Linked DNA regions of Mus musculus: all the other regions are linked to region 1. The links are chromatin contacts, called in public Hi-C, HiChIP or PLAC-seq and capture Hi-C maps. All regions are on one chromosome and are shown on one strand. Each heading gives the region's core, a stretch centred on a gene start, on an enhancer-like site or on the middle of the called end of the contact. The rest is flanking DNA. Distances are from core to core; before and after follow the strand shown.

Region 1 (2,576 bases), core at 26-2,525:
AATTGGGTAGAAAGTTGTAGAAAAGTCTAAAGTAGAGAAACATTTTCACAAAATTCTGCTTCCCCCCGAACTCACACGGTCACGAGGATGACAGGATCCCACGCAAGGAAGGAACACCTTAGGGATGTTGTAAGGGTTTTCACAGTAACTCTTAGAAGTTAGGAACCAGAACTTTTCACCGTTTTGCAGGGGGATTGAAATACAAAGTGATTTTTACAAACGTTTGGAGCTATCTCTCGGCGAGGAAAACACACCGTTTCCCTGTTTGTTCTTTCAATTTGCTCCACAGACCTTTCCCCCACACTGGTCCCAATAAATCAGTGCACTTCACCAGCACATTTAACGTTGGCCAGACTTTCAATTAGTGACTTTCTCCCAGGCAAGGCCAGCTATGGTCACACAGTTCTTTTCTTAAACTTCTTGCTATTCTCTGGCTCCCAGGAAGTGTGCACCTGTCAGCCAGCCCAGCCCCCACCCTCTCTCATTTTCTTAAAAGCCGGAACTCGGTTTCATTTTTCACTCTTGATTTTAAAGCGGTTGGAAAGCATGAAAGAGAAGGGGCCAGCAAGGGAGGTAAATAAATCTAATCACCGCGAAAAGGCGATGAAAGACCCGTGCCTACGTTTCCTCAATTTGTTCTTGAAATGATCCTTGCCACACTCATTGACTGAGGACCAGCTCTGGGTTCTCCAAAGAGAGGGTTCACGGAGCTGGGAACAAAAGAGCCAGTTCTTTTCAAACACCCATTGGAGTCATTAGTTCCCACCTTTTCCTCTTCACATTTCCAGGCACGGTTAATAAGTAGCTAAATTGACTTCTTTGAATCCTGTGCCTGCTCCTTTCTCTCGCCCACCCTCCTAGACGCATGTGGTTGCGCAGTTCATTCTTTAAGAGGAATGACACCAAGAAAGAAAGTCCTTGAAAAATGGCCACCAGCCACTTAAGAACTACAGACATTTCTAGTAAACTGAACAGCTAAACAGTGGCTGAAAGGGAGAAACGTAAAATCAAACTGGGCAGTGTGGCAGATCTTTCAAGTGCCAGGCTATGTCCCTGGCTCTTATTGTCCCTACGGTGGTCCCTACAGGACACTCCAGGCCTCCTGTAAGAACATACAACTGCCAATGCTCTTCTGACGGTTTTCTCTGGGGTGGTGATGGGAAGGCCTGAGGCGCTGCTGGCCAGGAGCAGCAGTTGGCCTCTAGACAGTGTGGACTGGAGGGCAAACAGACAGTCGTTCGGTCTTCAGTCTCACAGAGGGCAGCTGCTCTGCAAGCCTGTTCTGCTCTGTGTCCCAGAGACATGCCTTGCAAATGTGTCACTGACCACCTTAGCTTTGGGTAACACACAGCCATGGGAGAAAGAGAAATGTCTCCCCCTGGAGGACACACAGGCATGCTCGCTGCCCGTTGTATTAGACTTAGTCTCCCCCACACTCAGCATTCCACCCCATCAACTGCCTGGACCAAGCCGCGAGACCCACTGGAAGCCTTGAGGAAAGGGAGACTCAAGCCACGGATTCTTCAAGTTTCTTGCTGTTCTGTAGCTATATGATCTTTGTCCCTGTTGTCCTGGTTTCATTTCCTCCACCAGCAACCTTGACACCAGGGAAGGCCTGTCGCCTGTCAGAGGGAGGGGCAGAGGTCTTGCTCACTTCACAGGTCTCCTGCTGAGCGCATACCAGAGAAGTTCGGGAACTGAATTTCTGTTTGGTTCAAATTAGAATAGTCACATCCTAATAAGATTTACCTTAAAACTTTACTTCACTCTATGAATCACATAAGAACACGATTAAAACAGAATGCTTTAAGAAATGGTGCTCCAAGGACTTGGGGCTACAGAACTAGAACCTGAACCCACCCCCCAAATACTCAGTAATGGCACATACACCAGGGGCCATCGTGATAATACACTGACTGTCTACAATAGTAAAGTTGCTTACAAACACAGAATGTGACAAATCCTTTCTCCTAAAGGATTCTCTCTCTCTCTCTCTCTCTCTCTCTCTCTCTCTCTCTCTCTCTCTCTCTCTCTCTCTCTCTCTCTCTCTCTCTCTCCTCCCTCCCTCCCTCTCCCTTCTCCCCTTTCTTCCCTCCTCTGTGTTTGGATAGATACATAGATAGATGTATGATAGATAGATAGATTTATAGATGCATAGATAGACAGACAGACAGACAGATAGGTGATATGCAGACAGGTGATAGACAAACCGACTACATATGGTAATAATTGCAGCTTTTGCTTATCTCTTATGAAACATTTGTTTACTTTATGTCCTTGCTTGTTTGTTGTAGCACAAAAGAGTCCATCTCTCTAAGTGTATTCATTGCTGTTACAAATGGAGGGAAAATATAATTAACAGGAAAAAAATAAAAACTGTTATCACATGATGTCTTTTTCAGTTGAAAGGGACATACAAGGAGATAGCTGGCCATGGGACTGGCATCTCAGTTGAAGTCCAAAGGGTTTTCCTACCTCTTCATGGTAGACAAGTGGCCGTGACGACCCCACAGCCATACAGAAGTGAAGACACCGTTTCTGCAGGCTGCATGGACCTGGTTCGCTAAATTCCACTG
Region 2 (2,576 bases), core at 42-2,541, 790 kb before region 1:
CAAAACAAAACACCCAACCAATTTAAATTATGTTGAGATATTATCTGTCTATGAAAAAAATTCAAATCTTTTATTGTGAAAGGATGTTGAATGTTATCAAGTGCCTTGTCTGTACCTACTGAGATGAACACATTTTGTTTCAAAAAAAAGATTTATTTATTTTTTAATCATCTGTATATATGTTATTCTTGCAGGGGTTTGTGCATGTGAGTGCAGGTGCCATTTGAAGCCAGAAGAGGGCGTTGGATCCTCAGAACTGGAGGAAGTTGTGAGCTACCTGATGTGGGTGCAGTACACACTCTTAATTCCAGAACCATTTCTCCAGCCTGCATGTGATTTTTAAAGTCATACATTCTGTTGTTTTGACGCATTGCGCCTATAGATTTGCATGTGTTGAGCCACCACTGCAACCTCCAACCTCCAACTTGATAGCCGTGGATGATCTTTTTGATATGCTGTTGTATTCAAACCCTTGGTGTTTTGTTAATAATGTTTGCATCTATACTCATCAGCAATATTGGTCTAGAGTTGGTGTGTCCTTTGATAAGGGGGAAATGCTGGCCTCACAGTTTGGGGTGGGAGGTCCTCTCTCTATCAATTCAGTGGAATAGTTTTGAAAACTTCTCTGAAAGAAGTTTTTGACGGGTGATAGTGGGGGACTCCTGGCCCAGTTAATTCTATAACTTCCTTTTTTCCCATCCCGAATTTTCTTCCCCCACCTTCAACCCCCAACGCCCTAACCACGATATTGAGACCCAAGCACTGGACATGAGTAAGGAAATCTGAGTCCGAGGGATGCACAGATTCTTAGGGTCTTCAGGGGCTGGAGAAGGAGAGGTATCCGTCTGGTTCTCCTCCCCTCCCCCCACCACCTCAACAAGCACGCCAGGCTATTGTCCCTTCCATCTTTAGGTTCCTGGAACTCACAGAAATGGGAGGGCAGCCATTCCTCCCTTTGGGGTTAATACCTTTTCTGTGGAACCTGAGGCAGGGATGGGATGGGTCTATTCCACTCAGCATCAGAGTCGCCTTCATGGTGAAGTGAGGTAAGGTGGGAATCCAATACTGAAGTATGTGACCGTGATTTAAATGGCTCTGAAACTTGAAGCTGTTCCAGAAAACGCTAAAGTGGCCAGTAAAATCAGTCTTTTCATTAAAATCCACAAAAGCCGCAGAAAGGCTGTCATTGGCTAGCTTCCCAGGCCACCCAAAGTGGCTAGGAGGTGGGGAAGACAAACCCCGCCCAAGCCCTAAGAGGGGAGAACTGGCTCTGAGAATTTCTGGTCAACCCTTGAGACCGCAGGGAACCAGCCCATCTCTTCCAAAGACTTCAAGAGGCAAGCTGAGTTCTTTAGCCCCACACCCTGGCCTGCACAGAAGGATTGGGGTCCGGGCGCGAATTTAGGAGAAACAGGAACTCTTGAGGAAGAACCCAAAGACCTTAAGACAGGGAAAAGGGACATAGAGTCTTGGGGCCCTCTAGATTTTGCATCAAGCGAAACCTTCGCTTCTAGAACCGCGAGTGGGGTGTCCTCCCGGAGGGGGCACGTCAGCCCCTGCCCCTCACCCTGAGCAGCGTCGAGGAAGGGTGTTTTACCATGGCTGAGGCCACGGAGCCCAAGGAGGTCGCTCCAGGTTCCCAGGGGCAACCCGAAGGTGCGACAATCGAGGGACCAGGAGAGCCAGGAGCTGCGGACCTGGAGGGGCGGGAAGCGAGCGAGGAAGCTGCAGAGGCACCTAGGGACCTGGGGGCGGGCGTAGAGGCCAGGGCCTCGGGGAAGGAGGAAGGAGGCTGTGGGCAGGACGAGGGAACTGGGGGAGCGCAGGCGCAGGACCCGCGCACCGGCCCTGAGGCCGAGACGCCGGGCGCCAGCGGAGCTCCAGGTGAAGCGGAGGCTGCGGAGCGCGACCCCGAGGGCGCGATCCCGCAGGGAGCGGAGGAGGCGCCAAGCGCCCAGCAGGTGCAGGGGATGAGCTCTGGGTTAGACTCTCAGGGTGAGGCCCCCGAGGTCCCTGGGGACTCTCGCCGGGAGCCCGAGGACCCCACGGCCTCAGAGGCAGGGGAAGAGGCAGAATCTGGTCAGGAAGCGCAGGGAGGCGGCGCGCTAGGGTTGCAGATCAACCCAGAAGTCCAGGGACTTGCAGGGGACAACATGGACACAGAGGCACCCGCAGGAGGGCCACTTGGGTCGGAGAGTGAGCCCCAGGGTGGAGGGGAAAGCAGCCCTCAGCCCCAGGATGAGGCGATTGAGATTGTAACCACAGAGATCGGAGGGAACGAGTCCGGGGAGCTGGCGGGCGCTTCGGCCGCAGACGCCGCGGGGGAAGGGGAGACCCTGGGGAAAGACGGGTCCGAGGAAGCAGCTTCCGAGGATGCGAGAGTAGATGCTCATGAGAATGGGGACCAGGGCAAGCTCCAGGAGGAGACCGGGGAGGAAGAAGCGAGGCCAGAACCCGAGTTGAAGGGACCCTGCGAGGGGGCCATCCAAGAGAAGCCCCCCGACGGCAGCCTTGATGGAGAGGAGGCCAAATCCACCGAACACGAGGAGGAATCCCAGGCAGAGCTCAGCAACCAC
Region 3 (2,576 bases), core at 38-2,537, 740 kb before region 1:
CTCTGGTTCAATGGTCAATGCCAGTCTCTTTTGGCAGTGTCTTGCACTGACCCAAGCAGAGATGCAGAACATTTTGGATTAACTTGGATGGTTCGTGCTCATAAACAGTTGGCCAGCAGTATTTAGCGTGCTCTCTGAACTTTCAGATAATAAAAGGCTTACTTGGAATAAGCCTTTCGTCCTTTTAAACACTCCCAGAGCTGTGAGTGGTTGGAGGTACCCGAGTGTGGTCACTACGGGTGCTGAAGCTCCCAGACAGCCGTCCACATTCCTTTAAGGGCAGCCACCTCTAGACGGCTCATTTCCCGTAGTCGAGTGGTTGGTCTGCAATTTCTTTCTGGGATCCAGACAGTTAATTGTGACTCAAGATGACTGGGGAAAGAGCTGTGTAGCCTCCGGCGAGTTATTTAATTTTGTTGAATCTTAGTTTGCTCATCTGTAAAAGATCCCCCCCCCACCTCTTCCCCCAACACCCCGCTCAGCTCTTGGAACTCTGATAAAGATGTTCATGAAAATACAGGAAAACATGAAAAACGGGCAAAAGCGTTTATCAGGCTTTCTCCCAAGACACTGTGCTTAGTTTTTGCATCGGACACAGTGAACACAAAATTTGTGGGGTGGATGGATGGATGGTGGTGGTGGTGTTAAGAATTTGTGCAACCGTTGAAATGTTAAGGAAATAGGCCACCGTATGCTGACCAGGGCCTGGTAGGCTGGGAGTTGGGTCAGTGCTGGTTGGATGGAGAACTAGCCTCCTTTCCTCTCCAAGTCCCTCACCTGTTATTTTGACTTTGAGAGAAGAAATGGAAATGAAATCATTTTGACTCTGAACAGAGCAGTATTGCGGAGGGCTACACAACTCCCAAATAATTTTAACAGTAACCGTCCTGGGTGCTTCTCATCCCTCCCCAAAAGAAGTCCCTCAAAAGAGCCTGGGAAGGGGTCTTGTCTGAGTCCAGATCACTTCAGAAGCCATAACGAAGCACAGGGCACTCACATCCAGTCTGAGTCACTTCCTCCAGCAGATAATACGCGTGACGAGCCGAGCAAGACGAGCCGAGCAAGACGAGCCGAGCAAGGCACAAGCCGTATTTCTGCCGTCTGAACCTCAGCTGCTCTCTCTCTTATCTTCCAGATAGTGAGCCACCATTATAGGTGACTGCAGATCTGAAGAGAAACTCAGCTCCCTGAAGCAGCCAGAATTCTGGGAGACTCAGAAGAGGAAGGGCAGAGGAAATGTCTAGTGTGTTGATGGTTGTCTCCTTAGTCACTCATTTTCTGAATAGCTTCAGCTGAGAAACGTTTACAAGACCCAGGAAAGAGAAGAGACGTGCCCAGCAGACTGAATTACCCTGCCTGTACTTTTCAGCTCTGGTCTCTCACAGTCAGGTGCTGTGCTCCATCCCTGGGGATGCTCCTTATGAACCTGAGCTTTCAGTTCTTGGTTGTCAGTGTCCCCAGAGGTCCCAAGGCTTGGTCTCAGGGGCTGGCAGAGCTGGAAGGCAGCCGAGGGGTTAGAACCTGACAATTCTGACTCAACAGTGACAAATGGGTCCTCTATGAAACACATTGAATGTCAGTCCCAAAGTGTTGAAGTTCTACCTTCTAAGAATTTTATTTTTAATAGATACATAATTGGACCTATCTTTATAGGCTTGATACATTTTATATGTTGAGTAATAATCAAATTAGGGTATTTCTCTTCTTTTTGATGAGAATAATCCAAACCATTTCTTCCAGGTGTGAGGTGTGTCTGATGTGGTGCTGTTTCCGATCTCCTTGCTGTGTATCAAAGGACCAGGACGTATTTGTATTCTGCCTTCCCAGCTCTAACTTGCAGAACTGACTGGTTATCATCCTCTCTCTCCAGTGCCCCCAGCCTCTGCTATCTATAATTCTAGTCTTGTCCATGACATCAGGGTCGTTGTCCTCCCCTGCCAGGCAGGCTTGCTTTTGTATCATCACCCCCTAAAGATTACCACATGGAACATGGTTTCCCATCACCATCTCTGAAGGTAGACATTTCATTATTGGCTTTTTATTTTGAGACAAGAGAACTAGCTTAGTAAATCTTCTCCCATGAAGATGTCTGGGAACTGATGTGTCCTCATGTGCTTGTCACAGGTGGAGATCCTTTTAGGAAGAGACACCTCCTGCTTGGTGATGCTAATGAGCACGGTAGATACTCCTTTCTGGGAAAGTATCTGAAGGCATCCAGGAGGCCAGGAAGGACCACGTGGCATTGAGATGGATCTAATACTGGGATGTATGGAGGGTGACACAGTTCCTTCTTACGGAGTTAGTGTCCCTCAGAGCCTGGACCTCAGGATGTCATCCCAGCTTAGGCTAGGCTCCAGTTCCCCATGCAAACTGGCCTGGCTTTCTTCAAGTCAGCTTTCCGCATTGGTGTGTTATCTGGTCTCTGTTTCTTTCCCTTGTACTCAGTTCTTCCTTGGGGCCCAGCAACAACTAGAATTGAGCTCCATGATGTGAACAGTGGTCGTCGTTCTGAGTCACCTAAGATCTTATCACCGAGGATGACTCAAGGGTCTTTTGAGGGCTTGGATTACGTATCC
Region 4 (2,576 bases), core at 39-2,538, 720 kb before region 1:
AAAGCATCTGCACTCCTCCTGCTCCTACAGTAAGATGAAAAGTGGAGGCAGGAGAATTTCCCAGGAGCTTGTGGGCTAATTTGTTTGGTGAACATGGTAGCAATCAACAGACAGACCCTGTCTCAATCAGGGTAGAAGGTGAAAACCAACACACCCCAGGAATACATTGTGGCATGAATGCTTCTACACCTACACATGGAAACACATATGCACACACATCCACATAACACACACACACATACATAATATACATACAAACATATAGATGTCATACACACAAAGATCTAAATGCATGCTAATGTATATGTGACCATGTAACATATATGCAAGCTTAAATGTGCGTGTATACATGGTAGTGTATGTGTGACCATGTAACATATATGCAAGCTTATATGTACACACACACATGCTTGTGTATGTTTGACCATGTAACATGTATGCAAGCACAAATGTGACTGTACACATGATCATGCATGTGTGTGAGAATTCCATGCACACACTGAAACATAGCAGCAAGTTATGAACTGCTACGGGCTTCTGTGTGTCACCTCTGTGTGTCACAGCCCTTTCTTTTCCATTCTACTGTCTTTGATTCCGCATCATGGGAATTAATCCAGAGCTACCCTGTGACCTTCATTTTGTAATCTCCCTGTAGGTTGCACCCTTGTTTTGGCTCATGGAGCACCAAATCCTTAGATTGTTCTCACAGACCTACTGTTTGTCCTCATCTTTCTGCTTCTGGCCTCCACCTTCATCCTCTTCTCCAGTCTCCACCCTCCCTCCAGCCCCCTCCTCCCAGCCCCACCCTCCCCCAACCCCACCCCCCTCATCCCCCACCAAGCCTCCATGTCCTCTCCAGTTCCCTCACTTGTGACACTATGCACACTTCAGAGAGAGACTCTCTCTCCAGCTGTGTCACTTCTCCAACCTCACCTGCTTACACCTGTGGGTCATTCCACTCTGCTTCACAATGCACCTCAGACACAGATTCCATTTGCCTGCCTGCCTGCCTGCTTCCCTCCCTCCCTTCCTTCCTTCCTTCCTTCCTTCCTTCCTTCCTTCCTTCCTTCCTTCCTTCCTTCCTTCCAGTCTGTCTGTCTGTCTCACACAGGGCATTGAGCTTAGGAGGGATGGGTTCTGTGTCTGTAACGCCCACGTTATCAATAATTTATCTACTGAGATTCTCTCTCTGTTCAAACTCTGAGGAGAATGCTCAGCCTAGAGCACAGTGAGAGCAGAGTGGTTTCCGCTGGTTGCTTAGCAAGCCAGGAAGTTACTTGCGGCCTTTACTACCTGATACCCGCTGCCCTGCAGCCGGGGATCCCCGGACAGCCAACGGTGGGGAACTGAGATGGTTTCCATAGGGTGTTGGCCCTAGAAGAAGCCATTGATGCTACTATAGCAAACAGGGCTGTATCTGAAATTTCTGCGATGTCTGTTGAAACACACGTGACAGAGCTTTTCAGAGCCTCATAAACACTCTGTCCCCAGCTCAGAAGACTACTGTTAGAGTGCCTGTCAGCTCCTCTCCTACGGCTTCTCTTCCTGTGAGAATGGCTTACCCCAGCCCCTTAACTTCATTGTGTTTCTAGTTGCTGTGAAGCAGTGCATGATGCTGTCAGGTGAGCTTCTCATGACCAGCCAATGACATCCCACCGCCTCACCTCCTCTACAGCCTGGCAGCCTCAAGCCTTCCGTGTCACGACTTGTCCCCATGTATTGTCTGGAAGGCCTTCAGAGGTGTAAGATGGAGAAGAAACATGGTGAGGGTGAAAAAAAAAAAGGCATCAGAAGAAGAGAGTCAAAAGGAAAATGAAGGTAAATAACGCGGCATCTCTACTAGGCTCGGCAGCGGCTGGTTCTCACCCAAAAGAGCAGAAAGAGAAAGGAGCAGGATTTAGGGGCTTAGCCTGACCAAGAGAAGCAAGGGATGGCCTGGTGGGTGTGTCTGGCAGTGGGCAGCTACAACAAGCACACACGGTTCATGGCACATGGTACACAGTACACACGGGTCTCATAGTCCTCAGCACAGGGGGTAAAGGCTGAGGGCAGACCTGAAACCTCTCGGAGCACTTGGGAAGCTGGTGGTCTAGAGGCTCCAGGGATGGCCCCACCCACAGTGGGCTGGGCCCTCCCCCATCAGTCACTAATTAAGAAAATGCTCTGCAGGCTTGCCTGCAACCCCATCTTATAGAGGCATCTTCTCAATTGAGGTTTCCTCCTCTAGGACAACTATAGCTTGTGTCAGGAGAACGTAAAATCAGTCAGGATATATTTATTTGTTTAGCCCATTCTTTTTTAAGTTACAATTTTTGATTAGCATAGAAAGTACTAGGTTTCACTGTGGTGTCTCACACACACGTGAACTCTGTATGTTTCTTTCCCCTTCCCCATGCATGGCTACCCGGTCCGATCCCTTCCCTCCTGTTCCCCCACTTTTCCCTAGACCAACCCCTTCTGTTTTTTTTTTCTCACAATGCTCTGTCACCCTCTCTGTTTCCACCTTAAGATCTTTCTTTTCCTCATACTTCTATTCCTAGTTTCGTAGCTCCCAACACATGTACACACATGTACAT
Region 5 (2,576 bases), core at 58-2,557, 680 kb before region 1:
GCTGCTGTGTCACTCACTAGCTTCTAACACAAATGGATAGCAAAACTTGTTTTGTCCAGAAATGACAGACTTTCTTTACAAGATTCATTTTGAATTTACAGTTCTACAGACTGCCCTTGCTTCACCGGCTCCCTCTGCACTTGGCACGTGTGCATGCTGCCTTTGAGGCAGACCAGGGGACAGGAGGGACAGGAGGGTTCCCTTGCCAAAAGTGCCACTGCTGGCATCTTTGGGCTGTATTATGTCTAGCGGGTGTTTGGAGACTGATAACTGTTTGGTGGCATCTTCCTTCTTTACCCACAAGATGCCTCTAGTGGCCTCCCTGCCGACCCCCTGCCCGCTACTTTGACATCCAAAAGAATCTCCAGACATTGCGAAATAACTGAGAATGGTTAGGAAGGGATGCACATCCGCCCACCAGCTGCCACAGTGAGTTAGGACGGTGTTTCGGGTAGCTTGTGTCTGTCAGTCAGAGGAGGGCAGGCTGCGACTATACTGTTCGCACCAGCACGGCTCAGCAGCAGCAACAACACAGGGCAGAGGCACGAACTAAGTGTTCAAAATGTTAAATTCTCAAATTCAGGTACAGAGTTGAGCCTGCTAGAGAGAAACTTGAGGGGATCGAAAAGCTTCCTTTGAAAGGAAAGCTACCCGGGTGGATTAATCTTTTTTTTTTTTTGGAAGGCATGGGCTGTGATCAACTTCTTTCTGTTCCAAGCCTATTATTTCAGCACGGAGAGCTCGGGCTTGTGTTCTTGTTTCTCCCTCTCCCCCTCCACCCCCTCTCAATAATCTTTTATTGCTCTAACACGATTTTACAAAAGGAACTCTTGTGTACATTTGGGCTGAATGTGAGAGAAATAGACTCCTCATCAGAGAGGTAATTAGAGTTTATAAGCACAGCCCAAGTCTGCAGCAAATCCCTCTACTAATGAGGAAACCAGGAGTCTGACTTTCAAACAAACACTCCTGTTAATCTTTTCAAAGCAAGTCAGACATGTGGGCAGGCAAAGGCTGTAAACCAACAGTGGCTCTGGTAGGCTGCCCTGGTAGGCTGCCCTCTAGCCTCTCCTCCAGCCAGCAGGCCACACCTCATTCCTCAGGGTTCATCTCTGCGCCCTCACCGGGGACCTCTATGAGCAAACTCTGTGTCACTTGTTTTGCTTACAGAGAGCCATGACATGCTTGAGAGTTAACAGGAAGCTCTACTCCATTTTTTTTTTCCAGTTAGATTTATACAGTCTAGGGAGAAGCCGAGGCAGGAGGGAGAGCATTAGGCACACACACAATCGGCCTGTTGTCATCTGATGCAATACACTGGACACAAACAAGTGACTCTGCCCATTATCCCTCTTGCTTCATTTGTCCTGAGACAAAAAAGGTGAATCCACTGGAAAAAAATGAAGGAGAGGTCACCACGTTTCAGAGCCGTGTCTGAACATGCTCTGCCAGTCTGTCCCAGTTCTTACATGGTAATGTGGTAATGGTACCACGTTACCGGAATCCCGAGTGAGTCCGTGATTTGTCATGGGCATAAGCGCAGGAGTAATGTTACAGTCTCAGCTGCTGGGGGCAGAGTATGTGGAAGATCTGAGATAGTGTGGCGTCTTTCTACGAGAGGTCAGGTTCTCTCTCCCTCCTCCCCTTCTCCTTCCATCCCTCCCTGTCTCGCTTTGTATACGCTCTGTAATAAAAAAGACATGGGCCTTTTAGATATGTTCAAATTCAAGTGCTCTATTCGAATACGTGTTCTCATTTACAGCTATTTTATTTTTAGTTAGGTGCTCGCGCGCATGTGTGTGTGTGTGTGTGTGTGTGTGTGTGTGTGTGTGTGTGTGTGTGCTTGCAGACACTGGAGGAAGGAGAGAGATGCCCTCGAGTTGGAGTTATGGGCAGCTGTGAGCGGGCTAATGTGGGGGGCCTGGGAAGAGCAACAAAGGTTCCTAACCACTGAGCTACCTCACCAGCTCCCCGTGTTTTCATTTTTAAATCCTGTCTAACCTCTTTCCTTACACATCAGCAGTCACACAGAATTTATACATCACCCAACTACGGCTCCTCTATTCTTTTGGCTAGTCCGGTGCACGCCGCCCCCACCCACTCAATTCAGGTGACAACTGCCCCCTCTCCCATTCATGGGGAGACTTTAAAAGTAGGAAGTGTGAGGATTAGAAGGTTCAGCCACTTTCACTGGCAGTGTCTCTCCCTCTATGGTGCTAAGTCTCTACCTTGACAGAGCGCAGAGTCTTGGCTCTAAAGCTTGATGTGGATGAAAGAGGTCCCACCCCAGGCCCCTCCCACTGCCCCCAAAGGATTAAACAACCTGAGCAGATAATGACCGCCTTAAAAGGCTCTCCTGCGTGACTCAGATTAGTATGCGCTGTCTGTCGCCCAGGTTGGCAGCTAGACATTAATTAACCAAAAGAAAAGGAAGAGGGTAAAATAAAGGAAGAAGAGAAATGAGGAGGAAAGATAAACCTTCACGTGGCAGCTCCTTTCAGACAAGGTGTGGAGTCTGTCTGTCTGCAAGGGACAGAGACAGACAGGGCCCGTCTGCTGAGAACGCATGTGTGTGT
Region 6 (2,576 bases), core at 36-2,535, 650 kb before region 1:
AACAAGTCTTACAAAAACCTCTCGTCAGCTTCTATACAGGAGGCTATTTGTATCTGAAGGCTCTATAGCTAAAGATTAAACCGAAGGTGGGTTGATAATACAGCTTTTTAAATGTACACATATTGAAATGTATTTTCGTCAGGATTCCCTACGTAATATAACTTGGTGATTGTCAACATAGCATGAATAGCGTGTTAGATGCTAGCCGCAGAACGGATTACAGTCTCCAGGATGATGTCCACAGGCCTAGGCAAGTACTAGGACATATTGAACTCCTGTGGAGTTTGATACCTGGAACCGATAACTGCAAGGGTACCAAGAGAGATACACGCGTGTAGCCATGTACACATATGGCTTCCACAGCCACGATTCCCTCCCATGCTCAGCAGCCACACTTCTCAGAGTAGAGATACTCTGCAGATGGAACAGCGTTCTCCTCATTAAGCTCCCAGCTGATGCTGCGGGGTTTCAACAGTTCCCTTAGAGCACCCAGAAAGGCCTGGCAGCCCCGGTGCTTTCTGCGCCTGGGACTCCAGCAAAGACAGAGGGTAGTGGGCTCCGTGGGGTACTTACCCTGCATCTGACTTTGAGGCTGAGGGTTAAAGGCAGTGGAGTGGTTCAAGGAGGCCCGAGGGTTGGGCGTGGGGGCTGGGTGGTGCGGGCTGACCCTCATGGCCGTGCGCCGCAGCTGCTCCAATTCACTGAGCCGCTCGGAAAAGGACAAACTCCCGGGCTTGGTCTGATCATCTAGTTTCTGCCGATGTCCTAGTGTAGGGACCGGGAGGGGAAGGGAGGAGGAGGAGGAGAGGGAGGCAGGGAAGGAGGGAGGGAAGAGATCAGAAAACGTGTTGTGGAGGGGACTTTTCTTATCTTTCCCCTCCCTCTCCCTTCACCCCCAAGGTGAGCTTGTTGGACATTGCCCCTTGGGCTGGCTGCCTGTGGGAACCAGGGCTATCCTTCTGATAGCCCGCTGAGGTTCCTTCAGCCCACTGGTCCCTGGCTGTTGCCTCAGTCTGGGACTCGGTGCCCACAGCTCTCCGCACATCCCCTCGGGTGGGCAGACACTAGTGAGCGGAACTGCTGATGGTGGCCCCGGGTAAGAAGCCCGTTGCTTGTTGGCTGTGGGCCTCAGGCTGGGAACAGAACTGTGGCAGCCAAGAAAGGTGCCCTCCCGGGGTCAAGAATGCCCTGCCTTCCTGAAAACCTGAGCAGCAGGTCTGAGAGGTGCCAGAGTGGGCCCTGGAACGTAGCAGCGTGTCCCTTCAACAGGAAATTGGGTGCAGCTGCAAACCCACAGCCGAGGAGTGAGATTTCCTGTTACACGCAGGCAGGCACAGGGCATCCCTCTCTGCCCTCACACACCCAGGCCCCTTCCTCCTTCGTACAGGCTCCTCAGAAGCATCCTTACTTCCCTGAAGCCCACTCCCTGGGCGGATCCCTAGGAGGAAGTAGGCAGAAAGGTGCAGCGTGGGTCTGTTCCAATATTTCTAGTAGGCCAGGCCCTTGGGAGCTCAGAGGGAGTGGCCAGCTGGTCTGCTGATTTTCCCTCGGAATGAAAAGCAAGGTGGGATGCTTGCTGTCGTGTAAGGGTGGTAGGTGTCTCTGTTACCAGGAAACAGCAAGTAGGGGCATCCACGTGGGCCAGTCAGGAGGGCTGGGCCTCCCGCTTTTTTTTTTTTTTCCCTCTCCATCCCCTTCAAAGTATTATGCAGACTAGAGATTGTAGAGGAGCCCAGCCTCCCACACAGTCACAGTAGAGATCCATTCCTCCTTTTAAGAGGCCGACTTTGTTGTTTCCTCCTCGTTCTCAAGGTTTGTTTGACTAGAACCGTTGACTGAGCCAGGGCCATTCTCCTGTCAATGGTTACACAGCCTGAGCCACAATCATCCTCCTGTACACAGCCTCACAACAAGACAGGGGAAGCCGTTGGCTTCTGCCCATAGAAATGCTGTTGCTGCTACCCCAGCCCAGCCCAGAGCTACACGGAGGACCCTGGACCATTCTTCCAGCACAGGAGTGGTTACAAGGCTACCCCGCCCACCACCTAGTTCCCGATTGCTACAATTATAAAATTATGTCGTAGAAGTTGTGTTATGGTTTCAAATCCCCGCGGCTTGCTATTTCTTCCTGCTACGGGCCTCCTTGGCACTGCCGACACGGTCTCAGATTCCAGGCCAGAAAAAGGGCCCACTATATTGCAGCGATTTTTATCACTGACAAGACCTGTTTGGCTCCAAATGGAGGAAAAAAAAAAGCTTAAGCATAATATTTGTGTAGTTCACATGCAGCGCTCGCTCTTTCCACGTATCGCCACGGCAAATCTGGACTGTCATTCAGAGCTCACAACACTGGACTCAAACACAAACACCCTGAGTCACGCAGGCTCGGCCGGGGCGCATGGGAGAGGCCTCTTGTAGCCGGAGTATTTAAAGCTCTATGGACAAAAGAGGCCAAGTTCCCGAGCCACCCCCTCCAGCCTTTTACCAGCAGAAGTACAAAAACTTCTTTTTCTAGAGCCTTCTACCTTGCTCAGTCTTAGTATATGTAGTTCGGTGTGCAGCCCTCTCTGGATCCT
Region 7 (2,576 bases), core at 46-2,545, 580 kb before region 1:
AGCACTCTGAGATGCTGGAGCACTCTGAGATGCTGGAGCACTCTGAGATGCAGGAGCACTCTGAGATGCAGGAGCACTCTGAGATGCTGGAGCACTCTGAGATGCTGGAGCACTCTGAGATGCTGGAGCACTCTGAGATGCTGGAGCATTCTGAGATGCAGGAATACTCTGAGATGCTGGAGTTCCCTGAGATACTGGAGTACTCTGAGATGTAGGAGCACTCTGAGATGCTGGAGAACTCTGAGATGCTGGAGAACTCTGAGATGCTGGAGCACTCCGAGATGCTGGAGCTGGTCACTCACAAAAGGACAATTCTGAAGTAAGTGAGAGAACAGGGTTGCTCCAGTGGCTACCTTTCTGTGGTAGATGCTGCTAAGCATTTTCCTCCAGACAGACACGTACTATAATTTGTGTACTTTTCAGAGAGCAAGTGGGCTCCTAGAAACAAGCTGACTTCTCTCAGCTTGCCCATCTCGCAGGCCTGGGACCCTCCCTCTGAGAAGGCTGTCTCACCCTCCGCTCTAGCCCTGTGCCTCTTCCATTGGCCATTTTGTAACTTCCCTAAAATCAGGAGGGTCTTGTGAAATTTTCTCTAGAAGAAATTTAGAAATTACTCCTGGAAAGCTCCAGTGGGTCTCTTCTCTTTCAAAGTCCTTTCCCGAGAGCAATCCACAAGTTTAAATCCAGTTCCCAAAAGTCCCAGGAACCGACAACCTGATCTCTGGAAAAACACAAATGAAGATTTCTCTGGAATTCTCAAGCTATGGTACAGTGAGATGGAAAGGGGCTGGCATTAACAGTCTCTCAGGATCTAACTGAGTTTTTTTTTTTCCTTGATTTTTTTATTTCTTGATTTTTTTTTCTTATTTCTTGACTTTAATAGTTAAAAGCAAAAAAGGAAGACTTACTCAACGAGGCCACGTTGGACTGAGGAACAAAGAGGCCATCTTCCTGGACAAAATGTCCAACTTCAGGGACATTTATTTTTTAAGTAGCAGGGTGGAAGGGGGGATTTTTTTTCTTTAATGACCTAAGCTGAAACAAAGGCGACAACAACAACAACAACAACAACAACAACGACACCCGAAATATCTTTGTCTTTCCTCAGGAGAAGTGTCTTAGGACAGAGTGGCTGCTACAGCGGAGGTGTTGCTCAATGTTGTGTTACAACACTATTCCAACTGTCGCTGGGGCGGGGATGGCAGTCTTGCATCAACCCCCTGCAAGGTGTTTCCTGGGCTTTGCAGACAGCAGTGGGGGAGGTGCTGCTCCTCTTGTGAAGGCAGATAATGCCTCCCGCTCCCTCAGCTATCTTCTGGGGCTCGCCCTGGAGATAACAGCTTCACTGCCTGAGGGAGCCCCACGCTCCCAATTTGTAGATCTATATTGATGAAGCTTTTTGTGTTTATCAGACACAGTTTTATCATTCCTCTCCAAATGCCCCCAGTCACACTCAGCCTTTGAACTTTGGCGAATTTATCAAATGGGAGCAATGATTGAGGAGATGTAAAGGCTTATCTGGAATTCTAAAGAAAGAGGAACCGAGCCACGGATCTCTCTGCTAGAGCAGGTCTTTTGGGTGTGTGTGTTTGTGTGCATGGGCTTGTGTTTGTGCGTGCTTGTGTGTGTACGTGTACACACATGAGCACAGGCATGTGTGTTTGCACATGCACACGGGCACATGAAAACAGAGGAAGATGTTTCTTATCTGGGGCAGTAGATTGCTCTATGTAGACATCTTATGCATTTTGTTTTCCTGGACACCTTGCCTTGGATCTTTCTCAAGGCCCCAGAGCAGGTGGTTGAGCTCAGCCTGACTCGCAGTGTGCACAGAATGACAGGCCCTGCATAAGACCCACTTTGACCTCATTTAGATCAGGACTCTCTGAAACCAAGTATCAGCCCTTGAATGGGATTCATGCTGGCTTGTGTTACTTGTATCTTCTTAACAGGCAAACAGCACGAGGCTTTTGAAAGGTTCCAGACACCTTTAGAATCTTGTTCCTTCGTTTTTTTTGTCTTGTTCCTTCTTTTTTTGTCTACTTTTCTCCCCCTCTCTCTCATCTCTCTTTGTCTCTGTTTCTTTCTGTCTCTCCGTCTCTCTCTCATTCTTTTATCAAATTCTACTCTGCAAATCAATATAGAAAGGCGGGGAGGTGGGGACAGATGAAGAGGATGAGGCCCCTCCCTATGCTGGCACAGAGGCCCCTGCGATGCTCCCAATATCAGAGAGAGGTATGGGAGGAAGGAGGAGAGAGAAGGGGAAAAGAGGGGAAGGAAGGAGATGAGAGGGAGGGGGAAGGAGAGGGAGGGGAGGGAAGAAGAAGAAAGGGAAAGCTCTAGTTACAGACCTGGAGGGAATTTCAGAAGGGAGTCCCTGCCCCAGAGTCCCCGTTCTTCCTTGGGTTTGTCCTCCAATCTCTTGTCCTCCAATCTCTCAGCAGGCTGTCCTTCTGAGAGGTACGATTACTCACCATTGGCAGCTATGGAAAAGGCAGCCTGATAATGAGACTGAGATGAGGCCTTTCATCAAATGATCTCTGCCATTATGTCCCCCCCCCCCCGCTTTCCTCTTC

What was found. Hi-C and Micro-C count contacts between places; a contact is called where the count stands out from the background. HiChIP or PLAC-seq counts read pairs in DNA pulled down with a chosen protein or histone mark. Capture Hi-C pulls out chosen DNA fragments and counts their contacts.
Region 2: a FOXA1 HiChIP or PLAC-seq map of pancreatic cancer cells shows a contact between it and region 1. The contact joins the promoter of Clic6 here to the enhancer-like site in region 1. A contact is called at or near these places in 3 of 39 promoter capture datasets (the 3T3-L1 cell line, the SN4741 cell line and embryonic stem cells), 19 of 484 Hi-C or Micro-C datasets (the C2C12 cell line, the G1E-ER4 cell line, the HPC-7 cell line and 12 more), 4 of 115 datasets of contacts at active chromatin or transcription factors (embryonic basal ganglia, extraembryonic endoderm stem cells, neural tube and 1 more) and 3 of 9 other capture datasets (adipose tissue, embryonic stem cells and liver).
Region 3: a contact with region 1 is called in a Hi-C map of bone marrow-derived macrophages, with 21 read pairs. The contact joins two enhancer-like sites. A contact is called at or near these places in 4 of 39 promoter capture datasets (the 3T3-L1 cell line, hippocampal neurons, liver and 1 more), 5 of 15 datasets of contacts at CTCF or cohesin (CD8 T cells, the G1E-ER4 cell line, embryonic stem cells and 2 more), 140 of 484 Hi-C or Micro-C datasets (the 3T3-L1 cell line, 3T3-L1-derived adipocytes, the AML12 cell line and 81 more), 16 of 115 datasets of contacts at active chromatin or transcription factors (CD4 T cells, T-cell acute lymphoblastic leukemia, Th17 cells and 11 more) and 2 of 9 other capture datasets (embryonic stem cells and embryonic tail).
Region 4: a contact with region 1 is called in a Hi-C map of bone marrow-derived macrophages, with 16 read pairs. The contact joins two enhancer-like sites. A contact is called at or near these places in 5 of 15 datasets of contacts at CTCF or cohesin (CD8 T cells, the G1E-ER4 cell line, embryonic stem cells and 2 more), 113 of 484 Hi-C or Micro-C datasets (the AML12 cell line, the AtT-20 cell line, B cells and 66 more), 13 of 115 datasets of contacts at active chromatin or transcription factors (CD4 T cells, T-cell acute lymphoblastic leukemia, Th17 cells and 8 more) and 2 of 9 other capture datasets (embryonic stem cells and embryonic tail).
Region 5: a capture Hi-C map of bone marrow-derived macrophages shows a contact between it and region 1, with 16 times the contacts expected there. The contact joins two enhancer-like sites. A contact is called at or near these places in 1 of 15 datasets of contacts at CTCF or cohesin (large pre-B cells), 6 of 484 Hi-C or Micro-C datasets (Th2 cells, bone marrow-derived macrophages, double positive thymocytes and 2 more), 4 of 115 datasets of contacts at active chromatin or transcription factors (astrocytes, embryonic stem cells, fibro-adipogenic progenitors and 1 more) and 1 of 9 other capture datasets (bone marrow-derived macrophages).
Region 6: a Hi-C map of the N1E-115 cell line shows a contact between it and region 1, with 14 times the contacts expected there. The contact joins two enhancer-like sites. A contact is called at or near these places in 1 of 15 datasets of contacts at CTCF or cohesin (large pre-B cells), 3 of 484 Hi-C or Micro-C datasets (the N1E-115 cell line, bone marrow-derived macrophages and stem cell-derived neural stem cells), 3 of 115 datasets of contacts at active chromatin or transcription factors (the 230-238 cell line, T-cell acute lymphoblastic leukemia and pancreatic cancer cells) and 1 of 9 other capture datasets (embryonic stem cells).
Region 7: a Hi-C map of bone marrow-derived macrophages shows a contact between it and region 1, with 13 read pairs. The contact joins two enhancer-like sites. A contact is called at or near these places in 4 of 39 promoter capture datasets (the 3T3-L1 cell line, the C10 cell line, hippocampal neurons and 1 more), 1 of 15 datasets of contacts at CTCF or cohesin (large pre-B cells), 72 of 484 Hi-C or Micro-C datasets (the 3T3-L1 cell line, 3T3-L1-derived adipocytes, the 4T1 cell line and 53 more) and 8 of 115 datasets of contacts at active chromatin or transcription factors (the 230-238 cell line, T-cell acute lymphoblastic leukemia, bone marrow-derived macrophages and 5 more).

The regions. Positions count from the first base shown.
Region 1 is chr16:93,291,841-93,294,416 of GRCm38.p6, forward strand. No RefSeq gene overlaps it. Among named protein-coding and RNA genes, the nearest start is that of Gm30588, 31 kb to the left of the region's middle. Within about 2 kb of position 1,276, at least 98 of the 459 cell types and tissues checked have an H3K27ac peak or open chromatin away from gene starts, as enhancers often do. A contact at or near this core is called in the C2C12 cell line, CD8 T cells, the G1E-ER4 cell line and 19 more, where this site is marked.
Region 2 is chr16:92,496,856-92,499,431 of GRCm38.p6, forward strand. Clic6 (chloride intracellular channel 6) reads left to right here and starts at 1,292. Exons shown (of 6, transcript NM_172469.3): 1 at 1,292-2,576. The coding sequence starts at 1,599. 2410124H12Rik (RIKEN cDNA 2410124H12 gene) reads left to right here. Exons shown (of 3, transcript NR_165041.1): 3 at 195-515.
Region 3 is chr16:92,551,969-92,554,544 of GRCm38.p6, forward strand. No RefSeq gene overlaps it. Among named protein-coding and RNA genes, the nearest start is that of Gm30224, 43 kb to the right of the region's middle. Within about 2 kb of position 1,288, at least 31 of the 459 cell types and tissues checked have an H3K27ac peak or open chromatin away from gene starts, as enhancers often do. A contact at or near this core is called in the HL-1 cell line, the HPC-7 cell line, the N1E-115 cell line and 6 more, where this site is marked.
Region 4 is chr16:92,574,688-92,577,263 of GRCm38.p6, forward strand. No RefSeq gene overlaps it. Among named protein-coding and RNA genes, the nearest start is that of Gm30224, 20 kb to the right of the region's middle. Within about 2 kb of position 1,289, at least 11 of the 459 cell types and tissues checked have an H3K27ac peak or open chromatin away from gene starts, as enhancers often do. A contact at or near this core is called in CD8 T cells, Th1 cells and regulatory T cells, where this site is marked.
Region 5 is chr16:92,608,379-92,610,954 of GRCm38.p6, forward strand. The region is part of intron 7 of Runx1 (runt related transcription factor 1); the gene reads right to left. Among named protein-coding and RNA genes, the nearest start is that of Gm30224, 14 kb to the left of the region's middle. Within about 2 kb of position 1,308, at least 135 of the 459 cell types and tissues checked have an H3K27ac peak or open chromatin away from gene starts, as enhancers often do. A contact at or near this core is called in bone marrow-derived macrophages, embryonic fibroblasts, muscle stem cells and 1 more, where this site is marked.
Region 6 is chr16:92,643,581-92,646,156 of GRCm38.p6, forward strand. Runx1 (runt related transcription factor 1) reads right to left here. Exons shown (of 8, transcript NM_001111021.2): 6 at 574-765. Among named protein-coding and RNA genes, the nearest start is that of Gm30224, 49 kb to the left of the region's middle. Within about 2 kb of position 1,286, at least 112 of the 459 cell types and tissues checked have an H3K27ac peak or open chromatin away from gene starts, as enhancers often do. A contact at or near this core is called in T-cell acute lymphoblastic leukemia and bone marrow-derived macrophages, where this site is marked.
Region 7 is chr16:92,714,461-92,717,036 of GRCm38.p6, forward strand. All of the region lies in intron 2 of Runx1 (runt related transcription factor 1), which reads right to left. Among named protein-coding and RNA genes, the nearest start is that of Gm30281, 46 kb to the right of the region's middle. Within about 2 kb of position 1,296, at least 92 of the 459 cell types and tissues checked have an H3K27ac peak or open chromatin away from gene starts, as enhancers often do. A contact at or near this core is called in the G1E-ER4 cell line, T-cell acute lymphoblastic leukemia, bone marrow-derived macrophages and 2 more, where this site is marked.